Linked DNA regions of Mus musculus: all the other regions are linked to region 3. The links are chromatin contacts, called in public HiChIP or PLAC-seq maps. All regions are on one chromosome and are shown on one strand. Each heading gives the region's core, a stretch centred on a gene start, on an enhancer-like site or on the middle of the called end of the contact. The rest is flanking DNA. Distances are from core to core; before and after follow the strand shown.

Region 1 (3,532 bases), core at 604-3,103, 590 kb after region 3:
AAAAAAAAAAAAAAAAAAAAAAAAAGTCAAGAAGGCATGTCTACACAATAGAATAATAGAATACTACACAAAACCCTGTAAGTGTGGTGAGGTGGTGAGTGATCAGACACATAGGATGTGGGGGTGTGGGGGGGGGAGAGGGAGGGAGAGAGGGAGGAAGGGAAGCAGAGAAGGAGATAAGGAGATAAGAAGGAGGGAATGCAGGGTAGAGGGGGGAAGGGAAGGGAAGGGAAGACTCAGAGGCGGCTCTGGAGTCTGAGATTGTCACACAGATTGTCACACAGACAGACAGAATGATAGCAACGTTGGCAGAAATGAGGAAGCCATGAGGACTCTCTGGTTTAGAGGAGAAAGCTTTTCTATGAATCTTAAATACTGGTGTTGGAGCCTAGCATTGAATATCAAGTAAAAATGTTAGAAAGGAAGTCAAATACTAAATACAGCTTCCACTTCCCCTTCTGCTAGTCTTTCCTCAAATACATGGTCAGCTTGTATAACTACGGGTGGGTTTTAGTGCTTGCTTTTCATAACATTTGAGTAAGTAGGTCAGTACTACCTACTTTGTAGATAAGAATCTCTTCTGCAGCCCCTGAAACCAACCCTCCACTTATTGCCTTATGGGAACATTTGACTTCCTAAGGATCCTATCACTATAGATATTGTCCCCAATCCCCTCTTCCTTTGGCTTCCCTACTGTTGCCTATAACCAAGGCTATCAGCCAGCTTTCTTTCCTTACACTGAAGCTTCATTTCCCTATTTATTCCTCCAGTCTCTCTGATGGCATTTAAAAATTATCCAGGTCTGATTCCTCTTCTCTTCTCTTCTCTTCTCTTCTCTTCTCTTCTCTTCTCTTCTCTTCTCTTCTCTTTCTTCTCTTCTCTTCTCTTCTCTTCTCTTCTCTTCTCTTCTCTTCTCTTCTCTTCTCCCCTCCCCTCCCCTCCCCTCCCCTCCCCTCCTTCTCTCTTTTCCTCTCCCCTCCCCTCCCCTTCCCCCACCCCCTCTCTCCTCTTTGTTACTGGGATGCTCTGTATATAACTAACTGTATGATACTTACAGTAAGTCTAAGGGAAGGTTGACCTTTTTTTATTACACACACACACACACACACGATAGCCTTCCTAGGAAACTGAGAAATGATATTTTAGCATCTCAGGAAAAAAAAAAGCCTCATCTAGAACCCCACAGGATAAACCCAACCACCAGATGCATGCCATCTATACCAAACACTGAGGACTTTTCTGCTGAATGTCGCAGTCCTTGTTGCTTCCTGATGCCCCATAGATGGTTGCTCTCCCTTTCCTTGCCTATATTCCAGTCTGCATCTCGTGGCCCTTGTGACTCCTATGCCTTCTAATGTAGACCATCTAAAAGAAAGAAAAACATGCCAGTACCCAGTGAATCCGGGTAAGGAGATGTTAACTTGGTCTGAGGGTGCTGTATCATTCCAGTGGATGACTTTTGGAGTTGTTTTCTTCTGGGGGCCTCCTGGTGCACATCCCCCTCCTGTTCCCTCTGGACAGCTGATTGTGCCCTGAGTGCTCTTGCTTCCCCGTTCTGGTTCCCTGTGTGCTTCTGCTTGCCAGAGTGTTCCTTTTATCCCCTTTGGTTTAATTGCCATGCAAAACCCTCTGTTGAGCTTTTAATTAGCAAGTTATCCCAGTCTGAAAACTGGAAACCCTGGGCTCTTTCGGCATATATTAAACAAGCTAAAATATGAAATTAAAGAAAACAGAGTTTTAGCCAACAGAAACAAGTGACTCATTTCCTTGTGAAAACACACTGGGTTTATGTTACTCTGGCAACAGGATTCCGGAATAGCGTCCTCCTCTCCCCCGTTTGGAGACTTTATGTGTTTCTGCTACAGTCAGTGTTCCACGGTGACCTAATGTTGAACCAAGTCTCTGGGTGAGTCACGAGGCGCAAGAGCAGTGGATTTTCTTTGAGATAGCGCATGCCCTGTCCCTTTGACCAAAGGAAGGAAAGTTTACTTTGTACAAGTGTAAAAGGATCCTAGGAACTCTCGGCCAGGGCTGCTCTGGGACAGAAGTGTGGTCCTGCTGTTACTCTCAAAACACCACCATCCCTTCTAATGTGTTTGAATTCCAAGTGCCTGTTGTTCTAAAGACAGCTGATTAAATCATAACGTACAACCTGTGTGCGCACCACATGGGGAAATGAAGATTTAGAGATTCACTGCACAAGACTCCAGATGTTTCTCGGGATTCACATCATGGGCGGGAACTTCCCGGTGCTTAGGGTCAAAATTTCGACCTACACCACTCCAAATCTCTACAGCAAAAATGTGCTGTGCAAAGCGGCTGCAGTAGCTCTCCTCGGCGAGTTTTTCGGTGCTCCGAGGCTCTTGAGAGGAAGTGAAGAGCGTCTTCAATTTATCAAGCTCTCGCTGCTTGGGATTTTAAGTTTCCAGAAGTTTTGTGAACAGCTTTAGGCATTGGCTGGATAGTCAGGAAAGTGTAACCATTAGGATGAGCTAAGAGTATGTGAAGAGTTTTAGTTTCCCCCCAGTTGCTACCAACTGTCTGCAAAGGAGAAGTCCAGCTTTTCTCAGTTCTGTTTCCCTCCCCATAAACTGTCTTCCCAGTTCTCCTGGATTTGTGGAGAAGGAACACAGTAAACAAACTAGGATTAGACTGGACATTGGGAGAGCATGGGGAGGGATGATTTAGTGACAATGTATACTGCATATCTTATTCCTATATGATGTCAATTTATGAAAAGAAATGCCGGGGAAGAAAGCTGCATAGGTAGCAGAAGACAGCCTAGTTGGCCATCACTGGGAAGAGAGGCCTCTTGGTTTTGCAAACATTATATGCCTCAGTACAGGGGAATGCCAGGGCCAAGAAGCAGGAGTGAGTGGGTGAGGGTATAGGGAACTTTCGGGATAGCATTTGAAATGTATATAAAGAAAATATCAAATAAATAAATAAATAAATAAATAAATAAATAAAATATGCTATGCTATGCTCTGCATGAGCTTTATAGTCAAATCAGGGAAATGTAAATTGTAATGATGAAGAAATAAAAACTATTGCTCAAAGGGAAAAACAAAAGAAATATTAGAGAAAGAATTCAAGTTGAGATAGAGGAGGTTGATTATTTTGGTTTTTTGTTCTGCCTTTTCTTTGAAACTTAGGAAGAAAGCTCCAGTGATATTTATTATATATAATAGAAACAGATGGTAGGGAGACAAAGAAGACGGTTGTTTTTTTCAAGACAGGGTTTCTCTGTGTAGCTCTGGCTGACCTGGAACCTGCTCTGTAGAGGAGGCTGGCCTCAAACTCAGAGACTGGCCTGCCTCTGCCTCCAGAGTACAGGGATTAAAGGTGTACGCCATCACGACCTGGCAATGCAGAAGGTTTTAAGGAGAGCTGGAGGCTCACATCCTCATTGTTAGAATAGAAGTAGAAGCAAAGGACTTCACCTCCAAAACTACACCTGTCTGCCGAGACTATGTCATCTAAACCATGATGCTGCTCTAACAATGAGCTGATGAAGCCATGACATTGTAAA
Region 2 (3,618 bases), core at 127-2,626, 710 kb after region 3:
CAGTTATATAGTATGCAGAATCCAGCACTGGGTAAACCTGTTAATATCTGTTCTCCTCTAGAAAGCTGCATGGTATATCTGGCACCAAGAAAGTTGGCCAGGAGAGAGGAAGTTATTGACGTATTCACCGTGATTTCTCTATGTTCTGCATTCAAAGTGAATGGTGTCTTCAGCAATGAGCTCTTAATGTGTAGCTACAGTGCATAGTGAAAAGTACTGGCAGTAGGCTCTGTTGTTCAAGAGATTTCTAGGCCCCCTGACCAATAATTCATAGCAAGATATCCCATTTCTGGCTCTTTGATTTTTGTCTAGTAATCAACGTCATCAAAGAACAGGATGGTCCACCTATACAAGACAGAAAGACATTCAAATTTTTGAAAAAATTGTATTCTGAAATTAGCTTACTACTTAGTGGGTTTCTATAAAGCCTTTTCCGATAGCCTTAGCTTTGTTAATCCACCGGTCTCTCCAGCTCTCTATTCACCTGTCCTAACCCTGATTATTCCTTTAATACCAACTATATATCTTGGGGTTTTGCTTTTGTTTCAACTATATTTGTGTGTGTGTTGTGAGTGGTACCTACACATGTAGGTAGAGGCCAGAGATCAACATTGTGTATCTTCCTCCATTTCATTTCATCTTATTATTGAGTCAGTTGTCATTGAGCCCAGAGCATACCAATTAAATAGAGTGGGTGGTTAGCAAGTGTCAGGTACCTGCCTGTATAGTCACTAGGGATGTAGACACTCTACGCAGCCTTTACATGGGTACTTGGGATCTGAGCTTGGATCCCAACGCTTGAGCAGTACACCCTTTATTCCCTGACTCCTTTCCCTGGCCCTACAGTTTCTCATCTTAGAGCTCAGAAGCAGATATGATAGCTAAAGCCAATACAGCTAAAAACAAAATGAAAACAAAACAGGACCTTGGTGGCTATACTCATTTCTCAGGTGATACCTACATTTAGAATTCTTTGTAAAGAAAAAAAATCAACTTTTCTTTGTTTCAACCACTATTTGTGGGCATCGGTCATTTGTAATCAAACCTGATACAAACAAGGACATTTTGTGTTTGTCCACTATAGTAGTTTAGTTCCAAATGATCACTCACAGGCCATATGCTCAAGGCTCGGTTGCCAGCTCGTAAGCCTTTATGGTGGTGTCTGGATCGTGAGGCCTCTGACCTGGTCAGTGTGTTCATCCATCGATGGGCTTATAATTTGGTGCCATTGGATTCTGAGGCCTGTTACTTACTTAAACAAAGTGTGTTCCTGGAATCTTACTCTAGAAGTTTACCCCATTTTCTCTCTCTCTCCCCATCTCTCCTTTCTGGTCACCATGAGTCACAAGGTAGGCACTTGAGCTTCTATTACTCATTCTCAATCATGAGGTTCAGCCTTGTCTCGTGTCCACAGAGATGGGGACCACAGAGCCATGGAGTAAAATCTCTGAAACAGGGAGCCTGTTTCCACTTTGGTTTTTACAGGCATTCTGAGGGTTGATTTTCAAATCATTTTTGTCATAGCAACAAAAAGCAGACTAACATGCCCTGTCTCTTGGAAACATTTTTTTCAAAGGTATTAATTGCAACAACTATGTAAATCAATCAGCACCCTGTGTAGCTGAAAAGCAAAGAACTATTTGTAACACTAACCTTTTTTCATTTTTATGCTTCAGAAAGATAATTTTGCATCCTGTATACCAAATGTATTTATATGAGAATTTTCATCCTTAAAATAACCTTGACAAATGAACAATTCTGTCTTTTTAAGTATCACTGTTAAGGGTGATCACAGTGGTTAAAATGTTCATTCTGCACTCAGAATATCTCTCTACAGCGCTGTAGTCCAACTTTTGTGTGTCTGTAATACTATTATTTTTTAAACATAAAATTATGATGGTGATGATGCAAATAGGGGTTGAAGGAAAAAGAAGGTTCCAGAACAAGTCATGCCCATGGAATTGTTTTTTCCCTGCAGTAAAATTTTTATCTGAATGATATCTGGCTAAAATGTATGAATTAAAATGATAAATTAGAGCAGCAATTTTCAACCTATAGAGCTTGACCGCTTTGGGGGTCACCTATCAGATATCCTGCCTATCAGATACTTACATTATGACTCATAACAATAACAAAATTACAGTTATGAAGTAGGAACAAAGTAACACTATGGTTGGGGTCACTACAACAGAAGGAACGGTATGAAAGGGGGATGTTGAGAACCACTGAACTAGAACCTTCAGAGTCAGTTAGCATGTGTTGCTGTTCTAGGAACAACTGTAGCAAAGGCTTTAAGACTGTGAGCAAGGAGTAGTAACAAGGTGAGAGCTGGAAAGTAAGAGTTGGGTTTGGAGCTGCCAGAGTGTGTTTAACCTGTTTTTCCAACCACTAAAGACAGCCCTCCTTTCCTCTCTTCCTTTTTATTCTTTTATCTTTTGTTAGATAGTTTCATACATGGACATAAGGAATTTCAGTTATAGTTACCCTTCATCCCCTTCTCTCCCCTCCCTCCCACATCTTACCTCTTTCCTTAAAACCCTTCTTCCCCAGAAGTCCCCCTCACCCTCTCATCTTCCTTTTGCATGTGACCAGCTGAACTTCACTAGGGTTTCTCACGTGAGTATGGGTAAGAGGTTTTTGACTGGATCTCGGTCAACTATACCACAGAAGAAAATGGCACGCTTTCTCCCACCAACTGGTAACTGCCAATAGCTCTTCAAAGGAGGCCCTTCCCAGATTCAAGTGCTGCCGACAGGCCCAATCTTGTGTAGACCTTATGCAAATAACCACAGCTGTGATGTGTTCCTGTGTCTCACCCAGAACACATCTTCAGCTTGCCTTGACACACAGTGCATCTGAGGGTAGAGGTATTTATTTTTTATTGCATTACATCCTTATCCACTAACTCTCACATTTTTGCTATCCCCCTCCTTCAATCTCCCTTAGGCCTCCTCCTTTCTTTCAAAGAGATAACTCAGTGACTGTCTCAGTTGATGAGTCAACAACTGAGTCTGTATGAGTGACAAGAAATCTCTGGCTTCCTGTGAGTTAAAATTCTTACTGCCACATGCCTTTGACGTTTGATGATTATTTCTCTTCCAATTTCCCTCTGAAAACCATCCTAAACAGGTCACACTGTCCTCTGAATTTGCTTCTCAGCACTATGGGCTTTTGTGGATATTGGTCCATCATCCTCGGACTCTGTCTTTCTTCTTTCTCTCTGGCCAAATGCCCTCAAGGCACAGCTCAAGAACTCTCTTGTCAACATATGCTGGCATCTCTTCCACGCTTGCTTCTTTCTAGGCATCTGGCCTGTCTCTACATTACAGTACTTATCACATCATTCTGTGATAGGCTCTGTGCTCTTACTTTCTCAGCCATTCCTTGTACTGTAGATAGCTCTGAGGCAGAGGCAGTCTCCCTCCAGTGCCTGCAATGTGTCCTGGATTTATTTTTGTGGGCCCCATGGCCACAGAACATGATAGAGAACCTACTAAGAGAAACAGAACACAGCAGCCACTGATCATCTGAATGCCTGCCGTACCCTGGTTATCTCAAGCTCCACTCCCTAGTATCATATTTAAACATATGACCTTCCCTTTTCCCCACCAGTCCTTT
Region 3 (3,328 bases), core at 116-2,615:
CAGGATCTCCACGCTAAGATACAAAGTGGCCAACTGCCTATCTATGCATATGCTTGCCCCTGTGTACTTAGAGTTTTACTTAACTGAAAAATACCTAAGAGCATTTCTGGCTGCTCCAGAATAGGAAGAGCTGGTGTGGTTTAGCCTTGGTGAGGATAAAGCCCCTAGAGTGCTCTGAAGTACAACTGAGGGAAAAAAAAAAAAAAAAAAACAACTTAAAAATGTGTGCATATGTTGAAGGAAAAATAAAAGAACAAAGAACTGGATTACATCTTGTTTTATGCCTCTTCGCCAAAGGTTTTCCTAGGACAGAACGCACAGGAGCTGCCAGGAGGCTCCTTCTGGTTTAAGGCCACCTGCTTGCCTTTGATCACGGCACAGTCACGCGTTCAGGGACACACCTTTTATGTCTCAGAGACTCGGGCCTGAGTTGCTCCTTGCGGACACTGATTCTTTTCCTTGGGCTTCCTTCTATGCTCACGTTGGGGCCTTACTGTATGTGGGCTGATGCTCAAACCGATGCTGCATTTATCAGTTTGTACGCGTGTCGGGGGCTGTGTAACTTATTTGTCAGTGGTTCATGAATATTATAGAGCCATTGTTCAGCCTAGAGAAACGGAGGACCAGAAGGTACAAATCCCATCGCTGTCCACCCCACTGAGCCCCGCCTCCCCAAGGGGCGTAGCAGACAGGCCTGTTTGGGGGTTATCTGTAGAATGTAGATCCAACTTCTCCCTTTGGAAGGTAATGAAAGAAGACATCTTTTTGTCAGCATTATCTGAAAGGTGACCCTCTTAATCAACCCGTGTAAAGTTTGCATTTTGAAACTATTTCTACTCTCCTAGGTCCCGCAAGCCTGGAAGGCAAGACCCTGCCCCTTACCTCGCCCTAATTTGGAGGACAAGAGGATGTGCGGAAGAGACTGTCCCATCTGCCCCGGGACAGTACACAAGCAACCACAATACAAACTAGGCCTTGCTCTTACTTGTCTTGCTCAACTCCTACCCGTTTTCCGCCCCGAGTCCCGGGTGCCAATCAGCCCCCAGTTCGGCGCTGCGGACACTCACCACGCCACTCGAGGGACGGTTCCTGGATGTGAGTCAAATCTTGGGCGATGCCCTGGTGAATCCCCAGCAGCAGCAGCTGTTGCAGCCAGAGCAGCTGCAGCATCGCTAACCATTGCACCATCAGGCACGCTAGGTGACACCCACGGGAATCAGAACCGTGTCCCCTGCTCTGGACTAGGCTGCAGGAGGCAAGAGAAGCTACCACTCTTCTTGAGGACCACGCCATCCCAGAGCCCTGGAGATGAACTCGCCTCCCTTGTCGCCACAGCGTGTACACTTGGGACTCTGGGCGTGGAGACGCAAATAGCGGAGTTTTCGCCGCCCCGCCCACACTGCTTTGGGGAGGGAGCAGGAAAAAGGGCCGGGCCCTGTGCAGCTTAAACACTCTGGCCTTTTGGGGTTAGGAGAAAGTAGGGCTAAAGCAGCACCGTGGCTCCCCTTCCCTGCTCCATGAGTGCTCAAACTTCTCTCTCGGATTTGCTGCAATTCCTGGTCACCCGTCCCCAGTGTGGGTGAGCGAGCTAATCCTCTCCAGGAGAAGAAACCTGCCCACTGGATTTGCAAGGGTTTGGCTGCCGGCAGAGGAGTCAAAAGAGCTGCCGGGTGAACTCAGGCCCGGGATGCCTCTGGAATGCAGAGCACAGGAGACACCTAGGGGCCCAACCTGGTCTTCAACATTGCTCCAGAGTAACCAGAAGTCACCTTCAGTATCCAGCTTTATCCTATTTTAAAATAACCCCAGGCTTCCGTTTTCTTAGATCATCTTCATCTAATCAAATATCCCACACTGTAGAGTTGAAGAACCCAGTCAGAAAGGTGTGTGACTGGATCTCGGTTACTCCTTAACTCAACAAAACTTACTCCCTAAATTAGTAGACAACAACAAATAAATACAAAACATCAGGCTGCCCAAACCGTGACCAGTCGCAGTCTTTCTAACTGCCCACCTTCCCCGCCAAATAACTAACATTTATTATACAGGAAGCATTCAATACATAAGAGAGCAAGCAGTCTGATACAAGGCCCTTGCCTAAGTAAGACCTTGGCATAGCGGGTAAAACAGAAGTGGGAAGACAGTAAAAGGGAACCTGGGGGAAAGGAGGACAGATGATGGGATCTTGGAGGACCTGTCTTACTTTGCCAATAACAAAACCGACAATTACAGTGCCAGACTCAGGAAATATGCCTCTGCCTACAAGGTATGCATAGCCAGGAGTGATGGTCGGAGGGAGATAGGGCCTTAGTCTTGCTGGAACCTAGACAGCTTGCTGGTGGAGGTTAAGTAAGCCTTGAGTTCTGTGAGCTAGCAAGATGTGTATACTTCAGTCACAGTGAGAGTCTTGAGAAGTCTTGGGATTGGAGGTATCAGGGGCATGGCTTAAGGAAAGATGTCTGGTTGTCCTCTGAGAAGGAAATTGAAGGACTAAGGCTGAAGAGGAAGACGAGAGAAGACTCAATGTGTACTTCTCGAGTCTATAGAATAGCAGTATACACAGAAGTCTTTCCTGACAATAGGCAGAAAACGCATGTTGTGAGCACCGCATACCACACAGTCTGCAGTCACCAACCCCGACTTTCTCTCTGTTGGCCTCGAACCACACTACTGTGGGAATGTTGCCTGTAGTGGGAAGATTCAGTCCTCATTAAGATGACTGGCATCAGTTGTGGCAGGCAGATGCAATCCATGTGGCCTAATTAGATAACCGAGTTGGTTGCTGATATTAATCTCTGAAGGAAGCAGGGCAGTGAGACCAAAGGGGAGCAAGACAGGAGGAACTGGAATGGGCTCTGATGGTCACACCACGAGTGGTGATGTGGGAAGGAGAGGCTGGCTGAGACCAGAAGTGGTGAGAAACAAAGGTTAGGATGAAGCATTTATCAGAGAGGATGTGTGACAAGCTGGAACAATGCAGCCACCAGGCACCCTAGGACAGCAGGCACCATGGTTAAGCCTTTAAATTGGTAGGGCCTCAAGTTTAGCTTCTGTATAATGAGGCAGGGGAGTCTTTCCCCATCCATGCAAATAATATTCTGAAGTGGCAGAGCCCTGACTAGGAGGAGAAGAGAGGGAAATAAGTCATATTTCATCCTCAGAGCAATTAGTATAATGAAGAGGGGTGAAGACAGCTTCCTGGCCTATGACACTGCATATCATACTCAACATTAAAGACTCAAAAAGAGCTACTGTGTTCTTGTCTTCCCACAACATTATGGCTTCAAGGCAGAGATCTGTGGTGTTTTTTTTTTTGTTTTTGTTTTTG

Evidence for each region. HiChIP or PLAC-seq counts read pairs in DNA pulled down with a chosen protein or histone mark.
Region 1: an HNF4G HiChIP or PLAC-seq map of pancreatic cancer cells shows a contact between it and region 3. The contact joins the enhancer-like site here to the promoter of Pla2r1 in region 3. A contact is called at or near these places in 3 of 39 promoter capture datasets (hippocampal neurons, liver and stem cell-derived epiblast-like cells), 1 of 115 datasets of contacts at active chromatin or transcription factors (pancreatic cancer cells) and 2 of 9 other capture datasets (adipose tissue and embryonic stem cells).
Region 2: a FOXA1 HiChIP or PLAC-seq map of pancreatic cancer cells shows a contact between it and region 3. The contact joins the enhancer-like site here to the promoter of Pla2r1 in region 3. A contact is called at or near these places in 1 of 39 promoter capture datasets (stem cell-derived epiblast-like cells), 2 of 115 datasets of contacts at active chromatin or transcription factors (bone marrow-derived macrophages and pancreatic cancer cells) and 2 of 9 other capture datasets (embryonic stem cells and liver).

The regions. Positions count from the first base shown.
Region 1 is chr2:61,137,253-61,140,784 of GRCm38.p6, forward strand. The region is part of intron 2 of Gm39833 (a long non-coding RNA gene); the gene reads left to right. Among named protein-coding and RNA genes, the nearest start is that of Gm39833, 11 kb to the left of the region's middle. Within about 2 kb of position 1,854, at least 164 of the 459 cell types and tissues checked have an H3K27ac peak or open chromatin away from gene starts, as enhancers often do. A contact at or near this core is called in adipose tissue, liver and pancreatic cancer cells, where this site is marked.
Region 2 is chr2:61,266,540-61,270,157 of GRCm38.p6, forward strand. No RefSeq gene overlaps it. Among named protein-coding and RNA genes, the nearest start is that of Gm26422, 12 kb to the right of the region's middle. Within about 2 kb of position 1,377, at least 29 of the 459 cell types and tissues checked have an H3K27ac peak or open chromatin away from gene starts, as enhancers often do. A contact at or near this core is called in pancreatic cancer cells, where this site is marked.
Region 3 is chr2:60,551,943-60,555,270 of GRCm38.p6, forward strand. It overlaps Pla2r1 (phospholipase A2 receptor 1), which reads right to left and starts at 1,366. Exons shown (of 30, transcript NM_008867.2): 1 at 1,068-1,366. The coding sequence starts at 1,188. It overlaps Gm13583 (a long non-coding RNA gene), which reads left to right. Exons shown (of 3, transcript XR_374557.4): 3 at 846-1,074.